3 separate regions of the Mus musculus genome follow, and all the other regions are linked to region 3. A link is a contact called in public HiChIP or PLAC-seq and promoter capture Hi-C data. All regions are on one chromosome and are shown on one strand. Each heading gives the region's core, a stretch centred on a gene start, on an enhancer-like site or on the middle of the called end of the contact. The rest is flanking DNA. Distances are from core to core; before and after follow the strand shown.

What was found. Promoter capture Hi-C pulls out the DNA fragments that hold promoters and counts their contacts. HiChIP or PLAC-seq counts read pairs in DNA pulled down with a chosen protein or histone mark.
Region 1: an H3K4me3 HiChIP or PLAC-seq map of the SCID.adh cell line shows a contact between it and region 3, with 22 read pairs. The contact joins the enhancer-like site here to the promoter of Rab5c in region 3. A contact is called at or near these places in 8 of 39 promoter capture datasets (the C10 cell line, the SN4741 cell line, cranial neural crest and 4 more), 1 of 15 datasets of contacts at CTCF or cohesin (large pre-B cells), 9 of 484 Hi-C or Micro-C datasets (the G1E-ER4 cell line, the HPC-7 cell line, LSK cells and 5 more), 12 of 115 datasets of contacts at active chromatin or transcription factors (the HPC-7 cell line, the SCID.adh cell line, T-cell acute lymphoblastic leukemia and 7 more) and 4 of 9 other capture datasets (adipose tissue, embryonic stem cells, liver and 1 more).
Region 2: a contact with region 3 is called in a promoter capture Hi-C map of embryonic stem cells, with 2.9 times the contacts expected there. The contact joins the enhancer-like site here to the promoter of Rab5c in region 3. A contact is called at or near these places in 2 of 39 promoter capture datasets (embryonic stem cells and pre-B cells), 3 of 115 datasets of contacts at active chromatin or transcription factors (bone marrow-derived macrophages, embryonic stem cells and stem cell-derived neural progenitor cells) and 2 of 9 other capture datasets (adipose tissue and pancreatic islet).

Annotation. Positions count from the first base shown.
Region 1 is chr11:100,890,393-100,893,197 of GRCm38.p6, forward strand. Stat3 (signal transducer and activator of transcription 3) reads right to left here. Exons shown (of 24, transcript NM_213659.3): 21 at 2,682-2,805. Among named protein-coding and RNA genes, the nearest start is that of Stat5a, 32 kb to the left of the region's middle. Within about 2 kb of position 1,454, at least 71 of the 459 cell types and tissues checked have an H3K27ac peak or open chromatin away from gene starts, as enhancers often do. A contact at or near this core is called in the G1E-ER4 cell line, the HPC-7 cell line, the P5424 cell line and 4 more, where this site is marked.
Region 2 is chr11:100,492,460-100,495,511 of GRCm38.p6, forward strand. It overlaps Acly (ATP citrate lyase), which reads right to left. Exons shown (of 28, transcript NM_134037.3): 17 at 1,425-1,621; 18 at 1,078-1,159; 19 at 46-156. Among named protein-coding and RNA genes, the nearest start is that of Mir7116, 16 kb to the left of the region's middle. Within about 2 kb of position 1,477, at least 20 of the 459 cell types and tissues checked have an H3K27ac peak or open chromatin away from gene starts, as enhancers often do. A contact at or near this core is called in embryonic stem cells and pancreatic islet, where this site is marked.
Region 3 is chr11:100,736,424-100,739,595 of GRCm38.p6, forward strand. It overlaps Rab5c (RAB5C, member RAS oncogene family), which reads right to left and starts at 1,792. Exons shown (of 6, transcript NM_024456.5): 1 at 1,655-1,792.

The DNA.
Region 1 (2,805 bases), core at 204-2,703, 150 kb after region 3:
TGCCTGAGCGACCAACCATCTTTGTGTAGCGTTAGGCTTCTCCTGTGACCTGGTCACACTTGTGAATTGACTTCCCTGTTTGGTGACCAGCCCAGACACCAACAGGACTAAATGCTTACGTGCTGGAGGCTCCAAAGCCACTTCCAATCAGGAAAACATACCCCAGCCACTGGGAGACAGGACACCAGGTCCGAGAACATGTGCAACAGCCAGGAAACCTGGCCAAGGCGCCATCTCTTTCATGTGTGGGACAGAGAAAGAGACAGGACTGGCTGTCTTCCATCTCTGCCGTTTATGTTGGAAATGTGAGGACTGAAATGTTAGGCCAAGAAATCTGGAAGCCCTGGGGACACTGGCATGAAGCCCTGGGGGTTCAGTTAATGATGCTCGCAGCGGGCCTGGGGCTGTGTGGGTAGGCTAAGAAAAGCACAGACAGAACACTGGGGCTTACAAGCATCCAGCAAGACAAACCCCTGGGAGAAGCCATTAGAAAGTGCTCTTAGATGAATATGCAAGCTCATTTGTGGCCAAGAAACAGGTTAACTCAGCACAGAAGCAAAGGAATTATTGAGGCAACTGTGCTGCCTACAGTTCTAGAAAAGGTCTCTAGAGTGAGAACTGTCACCTTAAAGAGACAGAGGGGATCAGGGAGATGGCTTAGTGCTTAAGTCATCTGTCACCAAGCCTGAGCTCTGTCCTCAGGGGCTACATGGTAGAAGGAGAGAGCTGACACCCTCAAGGTCCTCCAACAAGGACCACCCCCAACACACATGCATACACAATAAGTTAGAGCGGAGAAGAGAAGACTTTCATTCTCCAGTGGTCAAGAGAGAAATATTCTTTGACCCGGCCCGAGGTAGGAGTGCGGGACACAGACTGGAGATGGAAGAGAGAAGGAACATCCTGTTGCTGCCTGGTGAACTTGCTCAAAATCCCTCCAGAGGAGCACAGGGTATATTACAGCCTCCTGACAGACAAGGAAGACCCAGGACGAGGCTCCGGGGAGGTCTCTACTGCAATACTCCTGTAGCAGGGGCAGAGGACAGGGACATACAGGCTCACCTCCCTAAGGGGATCATCTGAACCCCCTACCCTTCCATCATCGGGCTCCGGAGCCCCCAGTGCACTCTCCCTAGGCTCACAGGCAAGCCCATCAGGCAGTGGGCTCCTTTCTCATGCCCAGGCCTTGCCCCTGAGGAATGTCTCTGGGCAGCCTACACAGGAATGGTGATGGAGGTGGATGCCTGACCAGGGGCCTGGATCTTGAAAGCAAAATTAGTCAAAAGGATCAGTGCTCGGACTTCAAAGTCCTCTGTGAAAAGAACAAAGACCAGTGTGAGAGGGACTGATAAACAGATCTTCCAACTGAAGGCAAGGTGGAAGCAGAGATAAGGGACAGACAGGAAGTGAGAGCTGAACTCCTCCACAGAATGAAGAGAACTCAACAGCAGAACAAAGGGAAAGGAAAGTAACCGTCAACAAGCGACTCCTCCAAGAATGGTGGGCAGAGCCGGGGAAGCTGTGTGCAGGTGCTATGTGAACAGAAGCGGTTGGTGAAAAAACACCAGAGCAAGGAGGCCGGCTCACACAAGGCACCTCAGAGCAAGGAGGCCGGCTCACACAGGGCACCTCAGAGCAAGGAGGCCGGCTCACACAGGGCACCTCAGAGCAAGGAGGCCGGCTCACACAGGGCACCTCAGAGCAAGGAGGCCGGCTCACACAGGGCACCTCGGAGCTCAGCATGTGCAATGATCAACAACAGTCTTAGAAAACCAGACTCCTCACCAGCATAAGGACAGAGGCAAGCGTCAATGCAACAAGTTTGAAATGGCTTCAGACCAGACACCTCTGACTCTTTACACTGGGACCGCCCCAGACACTACAGACTTAACACAACATAATTTCTATTTTTCATATAATTTATACCAGCAGTTCTCAACCTTCTGAATGCTATGACCCTTTAATACAGCTCCTCATGTTGTGGTGACCCCAACCATACATTACTTTTTCTTACTACTTCATAGCTGTAATTTTGCTACAGTTATGAATCATAATGGAAATCTCTGTTTTCCTATAGTCTTAAGCGCTCCGTGAAAGGCTGAGAAATGCTGATTTACAGCCACACGCACTCCCACAGAGTAGATGCATCTTGTTTCTAAATGCCAAGTCCACATTCCCTCCAGTCATCATCTCTGGAACATCAACACCTCCAGCTTGATGTCAGCTCTGCCCCAGGCTGCCAACAGCCACTGCCCCAGAAAGCCTTTCTTCAGACTCCTGGCACTGCTCACTCAGGACAGCAAAGCATGCTGGACTCAAATCTGTCTCGGGTCTTCTGGAACCCACTGACTGGAGAAGCACCAGAGAGACCTGCCTTCATTTCTCTTTCTAGTGTTTTAAAGTGGCGGGGTGGGAGGGAGGGGGAGATGGAAAGGGAGAAGAGAGGAAGAGGGAGAGATACTATTTTCATCTTCAGACTTCCAAGCTCCCTGAGGGCTGATTCTGTCCTCCTCTTGAATCCTGAGTTAGTCACCCTGTCAAGGAACCCAATAAACCACTCTTTCCCAAAAGAAGGAATCACCAAGCCCTGCTCCCACAAGATACTCAGCCATGTCCTTGTCTCTCCAAGGATGCGTACTTTCTCACTAGGAAGGAAGGCAAAGCCATGGAAAGTCAACAACTACCTGGGTCGGCTTCGGGGTGCTCCTGGCTCTCGGGCCTACAGTACTTTCCAAATGCCTCCTCCTTGGGAATGTCGGGGTAGAGGTAGACAAGTGGAGACACCAGGATGTTGGTCGCATCCAT
Region 2 (3,052 bases), core at 227-2,726, 240 kb before region 3:
GCAACCTCATCCCCTACTCAACGACAGCCGGGGTCCCACTCATACCTCGGAGGAGAACATGGTGGCACAGGTCCCGATACACCAGCAGACCACTGGCTTGGTGAGGCGGCCCTCCTTGATGCCCCGGCAGATCTTATATTCCTCTGTGCCCCCTATCTGCAAAGGGAATGGGAGGAGAGAAAAGCCCCACAAGTTAGTGGAAGCTGCTTCAAGCTTTCCTAGGACCGGCCCTACAACAGGAAAAACCGCGCACGTAACACATGCGCAGAAAGGAAAAAAGAGCCCCACAAAAACACAACAACCCCATGAAATAAAAGTCGGCTACAAAATCAGGACACAAACCTGGGCTACGTAACAGGTAGTGAGTTTAACTTCTCCCCGAAAGATTCATCCTAGGTATGTAAGGAATTACGAAGGGACGGTCAGTGTCTTAAGGCCGTTCGTGCCTGGGTGTCCCTTTCTAATCTGTGATGACGAAGGATTAGAGCCTCTCCCAGAAGAACAAGTAAGGAATGGGCTTATAGAACTCTTCTGGAGCTTTAAATAAATAAATAAATAAATAAATAAATAAATAAAAAGGAGGCCCTCCCAGGGGTTGGGTAGATGCCCCAGCAGTTAACAGCCCTTGCTACTCTTCTAGAGGACTGGGCTTCAGTTCCTAGCACCCAAATGGTGGATCACACACATCTATGAGTCCATTTCCAGGAGACTGGCACCTCACTGACTGCTGCAGGCAGGAGGCATAGGCACACATGGTGTACGTGGTGTGCAGACACACAAAGGCAAAACCGCACATATACATAAGATTAAAAAAAAAAATGAAAATTATAAAAGAAGCTGGCCTCACTGCTCCAGCCGTCTTTCCCAGCGAGTGGAGACAGTTCCTCCTTCACTGCTGCTCACGGCCAACAGAGCAAACTCTCAGCCCCAGAATCTTACCGGCTGTACCACCAGGACGATTGCTTTAAGGTGTACAGTGCCAGGGTGCTTGAATTCTTAAAAATGCAAATCCCAGACTACCTTTATAATCAAAAGGAGACCCCTCCCTCAAAAACAACAATGGCAACAACAACGTACCTCCCCAAGAACTACGATCATCTTGACTCCTGGAGTGTCCTGGTAGCGCAGCACGTGATCCATGAATGTGGACCCAGGGTACCTGTGGGGGGCAGGGAGGACAGAGGATCAAGGGACAGCCTGGGGAGGTGTGGGAGCATGTGAGAAGCACTCCACTACATACACGGATTGTTCATGGGTGTCAGATTCAGCAGCTCAGGCTAATGGAAATAGGTGTGGGGCGTTAAGAGCAGTTCCCCTCAACAAACTTACACAACTTCATTAGGGCCTCAGGGTTTGGGCAGTGAGTAACACACCATGGATGCTGCCGCTAACTAACTCCACTGTAGAAGATTCCCAGCTCCTACCTGTCCCCGCCGATGGCCACGCCCTCATAGACACCATCTGTGGTCCGAGAGATGATGTTATTGAGTTCATTAGACATGCCTCCTGAACGTGAGACGTAGGCCACGCTGCCTGGGCGGTACAGTTTGGAGGCCAGGATGTTGTCCAGCATTCCACCAGTATTCCCGATCTTAAAGCATCCAGGCTTAATGCCCCCAACCTTCAGAGGCAGAAACAGCAGTTAAGGCGAACCAGGGTGCCGGAGGAACAATGAAACCCTACCTTACCTGCCCTGTGCCTCTGTCTAAAGTGGAGAGAAGTGGCTGGAAGGATTACACTGTTGGGAGCCGCCCCCACATTCGCCGTCACAAGATGGCGCTGACATCCTGTGTTCTAAGTGGTAAACAAATAATCTGCGCATGTGCCAAGAGTAATTTTCCACTACATGTACTCTGCCTTTACTCGGCCATGGGCTGCAGCCAATCAGGGAGTGATGCGTCCTAGGCGAAGGATAATTCTCCTTAAAAGGGGACGGGGTTTCCGCCATTCTCTCTCTTACTTGAGCTCTCTTGCTTGCGCTTTTGCGCTCTGCGCTCTGGCGCGCTGGCTCCTAAAGATGTAAGCGGGGGGGGGGGGGGGGGGCCTTTCGTTTTTGGGGCTTGGGGCTTGCGCTCCTGGCTCCTGAAGATGTAAGCAATAAAGTTTTGCCGCAGAAGATTCTGGTTTGTTGTGTTCTTCCTGGCCGGTCGTGAGAACGCGTTTAAGATTACACCTGCCCATGAAGAACCTCTTCCCTCCCTTAGGACACTCTGCGAGACGTGTGTCTAAGACAAGGCTCTATACTCAGTTCTACACCAGTCTGCTTAACAGTACGTCCTCTCCCTTACATCATGGGTTACAACACCCAGCAAAGATGTGCCTGCCACACAGCTGGGCTTCTCTAGGTACAATGACATCTTGCTTATTACAAACAATCCTTTACTCATTACAAAATGGTATTTCAGCATCCCTATCCAGCACGTATGAGGTCCTCAGAGAGTCTCTAGCACCAGGGTGGGGAAGAAAGAATCCTAGCTCCTACTTTTTTTTGTTTGTTTTTTGAGACAGTATCACACTATGCAGCCCTAGTTAGCCTGAAAATCATTATGGAGACTATCCTTGAACGAAAAGAGATCTGCCTGCATCTGGCTCCCAAGTACTGAAAATAAAGATGTTACCACCACCACACAAAGCCTTAGCTTCAAATTTTTATTTAAATTTATTTTCGTTTTATGACTCTGGGTATTTTTGCTTATTTTGTGTGTATGTACTATATGCCAAGTCCAGAAGACGACGGCAGATGCTCTGGACTGGGGTTACAGAGGTTGTGAGCTGCCATCTAGGTGCTGGAAACAGAGCCTGGGTTTTCCACAAGAGCAACAAGGGCTCTTAAACACCCAGCCATCTCTCCAGCCCCAGCTTCAATGTTTACACAACAACTAAATTAAGACAAACAGAGCAATTTCTTCTAATGTGAAGTTCTGAGTAAAAAAATAAGCCCCCAGATAGCTTTTTAATTTGGCATATAGTTAATGGAATAATTAAACACTACATGATAGTTGCATTTAAGGACAAAAGCATTAAAAACAACAAATATCACCCATTAACCCCT
Region 3 (3,172 bases), core at 542-3,041:
ACCCCAGGAATCACAATCCACTCCTTGGAAGGTAAGTCTAGCAGAAACCAATCCCTGTAAACAGGCAGGGGTCACTGGCCCTCTCCCTCAGAGGCACATGTTGAACAGATCAGAGAAACTAGGCTAGCTGAATCTCTGAGCCCACAGAGAGAGAGAGAGAGAGAGAGAGAGAGAGAGAGAGAGGATTGATTGATTGTTATACTGACTGAACACCGGAAACTGTCCAGAAGTAGGTTGGAAAGATCTCAAAGCAAAATGTTTAGCCTTTGTGTAGTAAGAAAAGCATCTTAAGTTGATCAGATCTCAAAAAACCAAAAAAAAAAAAGTTGATCAGAGATGCCCAAGGACTGAATGGCTTTCCCACTCTTCCTCCACTGCAAGACAGCAAGGGTCAGCTGTGGCTTCAGAATCAGGCTACTCCTCAGGAAGGCAGTCTCTAACCTGTACTTTGGCCGCATAACAAGAGAACCTTCCAGCTTGGTCAGAGATACCAGCCATTTCACACACTTAAGTCCCAAGGAAAACACAAGAATCCTGTGTCAATACAGTAGGGGAACTGGCACTTTCCAGCACACATAAGCAATTCCTTTACGGACGAAAACTATACCTGCCACGGTGATGTGGACTAACTGCTCTGTGAAAAAGTCCAAGCCAAGAGGGGAGTGGAGACTCTGGTGAGGAATGGACCTGTTGCTCAAGTGTATAGTGGTGTGTGATTCAGGGTGGTTAAGAGATGGTGCCTCAATTTCACACTACTCCTATTTGGTCTATTCTCCACCCCTATAGATAAGCAGGCAGCAGTCTCTCTAAGGAAACCACTCACATGCTCTGGAAGGACAGGGCTGGGCCTGAAGCAGGGGGGAAGGAGGAGGGGAGACAGAAGATAATGAATGGGCAGATCCTCCCTGATCTGTGATCTGTCCCTAGGATTGAGCAGAGCTCAGCTAAATTCTTTAGAGGCAGGAAGACGAACACACACTGAGAGAACTTAAGACAGGGCTGGGGGCATAACGTGCAGTCCAAGGAGAAGGCTGCCATTCCGTCTAAGTGACCCAGAATTCAAACTCTGCTGAGGTCCTCGTAAGCTCAAGAGGAAGTAAGGAACTGTAAGCGCGCAAAAACACTTCTGTGCGTGTACAACACTCTCATTCCGACATCCCCCCCCCCCCATCCCCGCATCTCCGAAAGGAAATCGAGATAAAGATAATTTCAGGGCTGCAGGGGGACAACTGGGTTTTTGGTTGGGATTGGGGAGTGGGAGGCGTAGAACACAGGAAAGGAAAACCAGGAGAGACAGCACTCTCCGTCACCTCTAAAAGAGAAGGGGGACAGGTTCCTTCGCACCTGGTAAAGACTCTTTGATTTTGAAAGCTGAGGGGGTGGGGAGCGGAACTTAAGAGTCCCTCTCTCCCACAAGTGGACTGGACAGGCCAGAGGAGAGCCTCAAAAGACTCCCAAAGGCTCCCGAAGGACAGGTTAGCGAAGGAAAGAGGAGCTCCCCCTTTGGCCTGACGCCCTGGTGAGCCCCTAAGAGGGGGCTACGGGTCGGGGGAGGGGTCAGTGTCCCCCTAAGCTAAGGTTGGGCAGGAGGAAAGGGTACCCCAGGGAGGCTACCACACAAGTGAGACACTGGCCCTGGGACAGGCACACTCACCGCGGCTCCGGGCAGCAGCGTTACTTTGGGCCGGGGCTTCCACAGACTCCGCTCCTCTCCCCCCCACCCCCGGCGGTGTCCCAGGCTCCGGCCTCCACTTCCGCCTTTCAGCCGCTCCGGATCCGGATCTTCAGCTCTGCCCCGCCTCTCTATATTCCCAGGTGACTGACAGAAAGAACAGACCAATGGGAGACACTCCGATCCTACCCACAATCAACGCGGGAAAGGAGGGAGAGTGCGCGCGAGGGATGGCGGGACTTGTAGTTCTCCGCACAGGGAGGAGCCGGGGGCTGCCTGGCACTTGGGTTTTGGGTGGAACCGGCTGCCGGTGGGGCGGAGCCGGTCCAGGCCTGCTTATCGCGTCACTGCCAGTTCCAAGTGCCGCGAGGGAAGGCGTGTGGCTGAGCTTTCCAAGAGAGCAGACAGAGGGCTGTTCATGCAGAATTGAGAAAGGAAAAATATGATGTTCACGTAGCCGCGCAGACCGGTCGTGTGCCCTCGGCAACTTGGAGAAGCCAAGCCCGCCCAGGAGGCTGATTGTTGAGGACATTCTATTATAGGAAAGGCGATGGAGTCAGGTGTAATGGCTCGATCCGAAGGCAGAGGCTTGCAGATCTCTGTGAGTAACAGCTAGGGTTATGTAGTAAGATCCTGGCTTAAAAAAAAAAAAAAAAAAGAAAAGAAAAGAAAAAGAAAAAAGAAAGAAAAAAAAAAGGTGATGAAATCTCTGAGAGCTCTATAGAATGGGCTCTCTGGGGGCTAGCGAAACGGCTCGACAGGTGAAGATGCTTGCAGCCAAGCCTGACTGAGTGCCGTGCCCAGGACTCACATGGAGTAAGACAGACTCCCACTAGTTGTCTTTTGACAACCACCCATCCACCCTCCCTCCCGCTAAATACTTGAAGAAATGTAATTTTTTTTTTTTAAAAGAAGGAGTTGTCTAGAGGATACTAAATGGTTGAAAAGGAGACCTGCTGCTGCCAAGGGTTGCTCTCACTCTCTCTTCCTTTCACATGGGCTCTCACTATGTAGTCCTGATTGGCCTGGAACTTACTTTGTAGATGGGTTGTATTTGAATTCACAGAGATCCTCCTGCCTCTACTTCTGGAGTGCTGGGATTAAACACATGTGCAACCACCACGACAGACTAAGCTTTCTTTCTTAGGCTCTGTTCCCAAATATACCAGACCCCCTCATCTCCCTCACTCTGCCCCCAGTCAGAATTAGCGCTCCTTCAAAGACTACCTGTGTTCTCTCTACCCGTCACTATAGATGAAAACCACTAACCCTTCTACCACAGGTCAGTTCTGTTTCTGTTGCTTCTAATTCCTTCTGTATGAATTAGGACCACTTTTTGTTTGTTTGTTTTTTGTTTTTTGTTTTTCGAGACAGGGTGTCTCTGTGTAGCCCTAGCTGTCCTGGAACTCACTTTGTAGACCAGGCTGTCCTCGAACTCAGAAATCCTCCTGCCTCTGCCTCCCTAGCGCTGGGACTAAAGGCATGCGCCACCACGCCCGG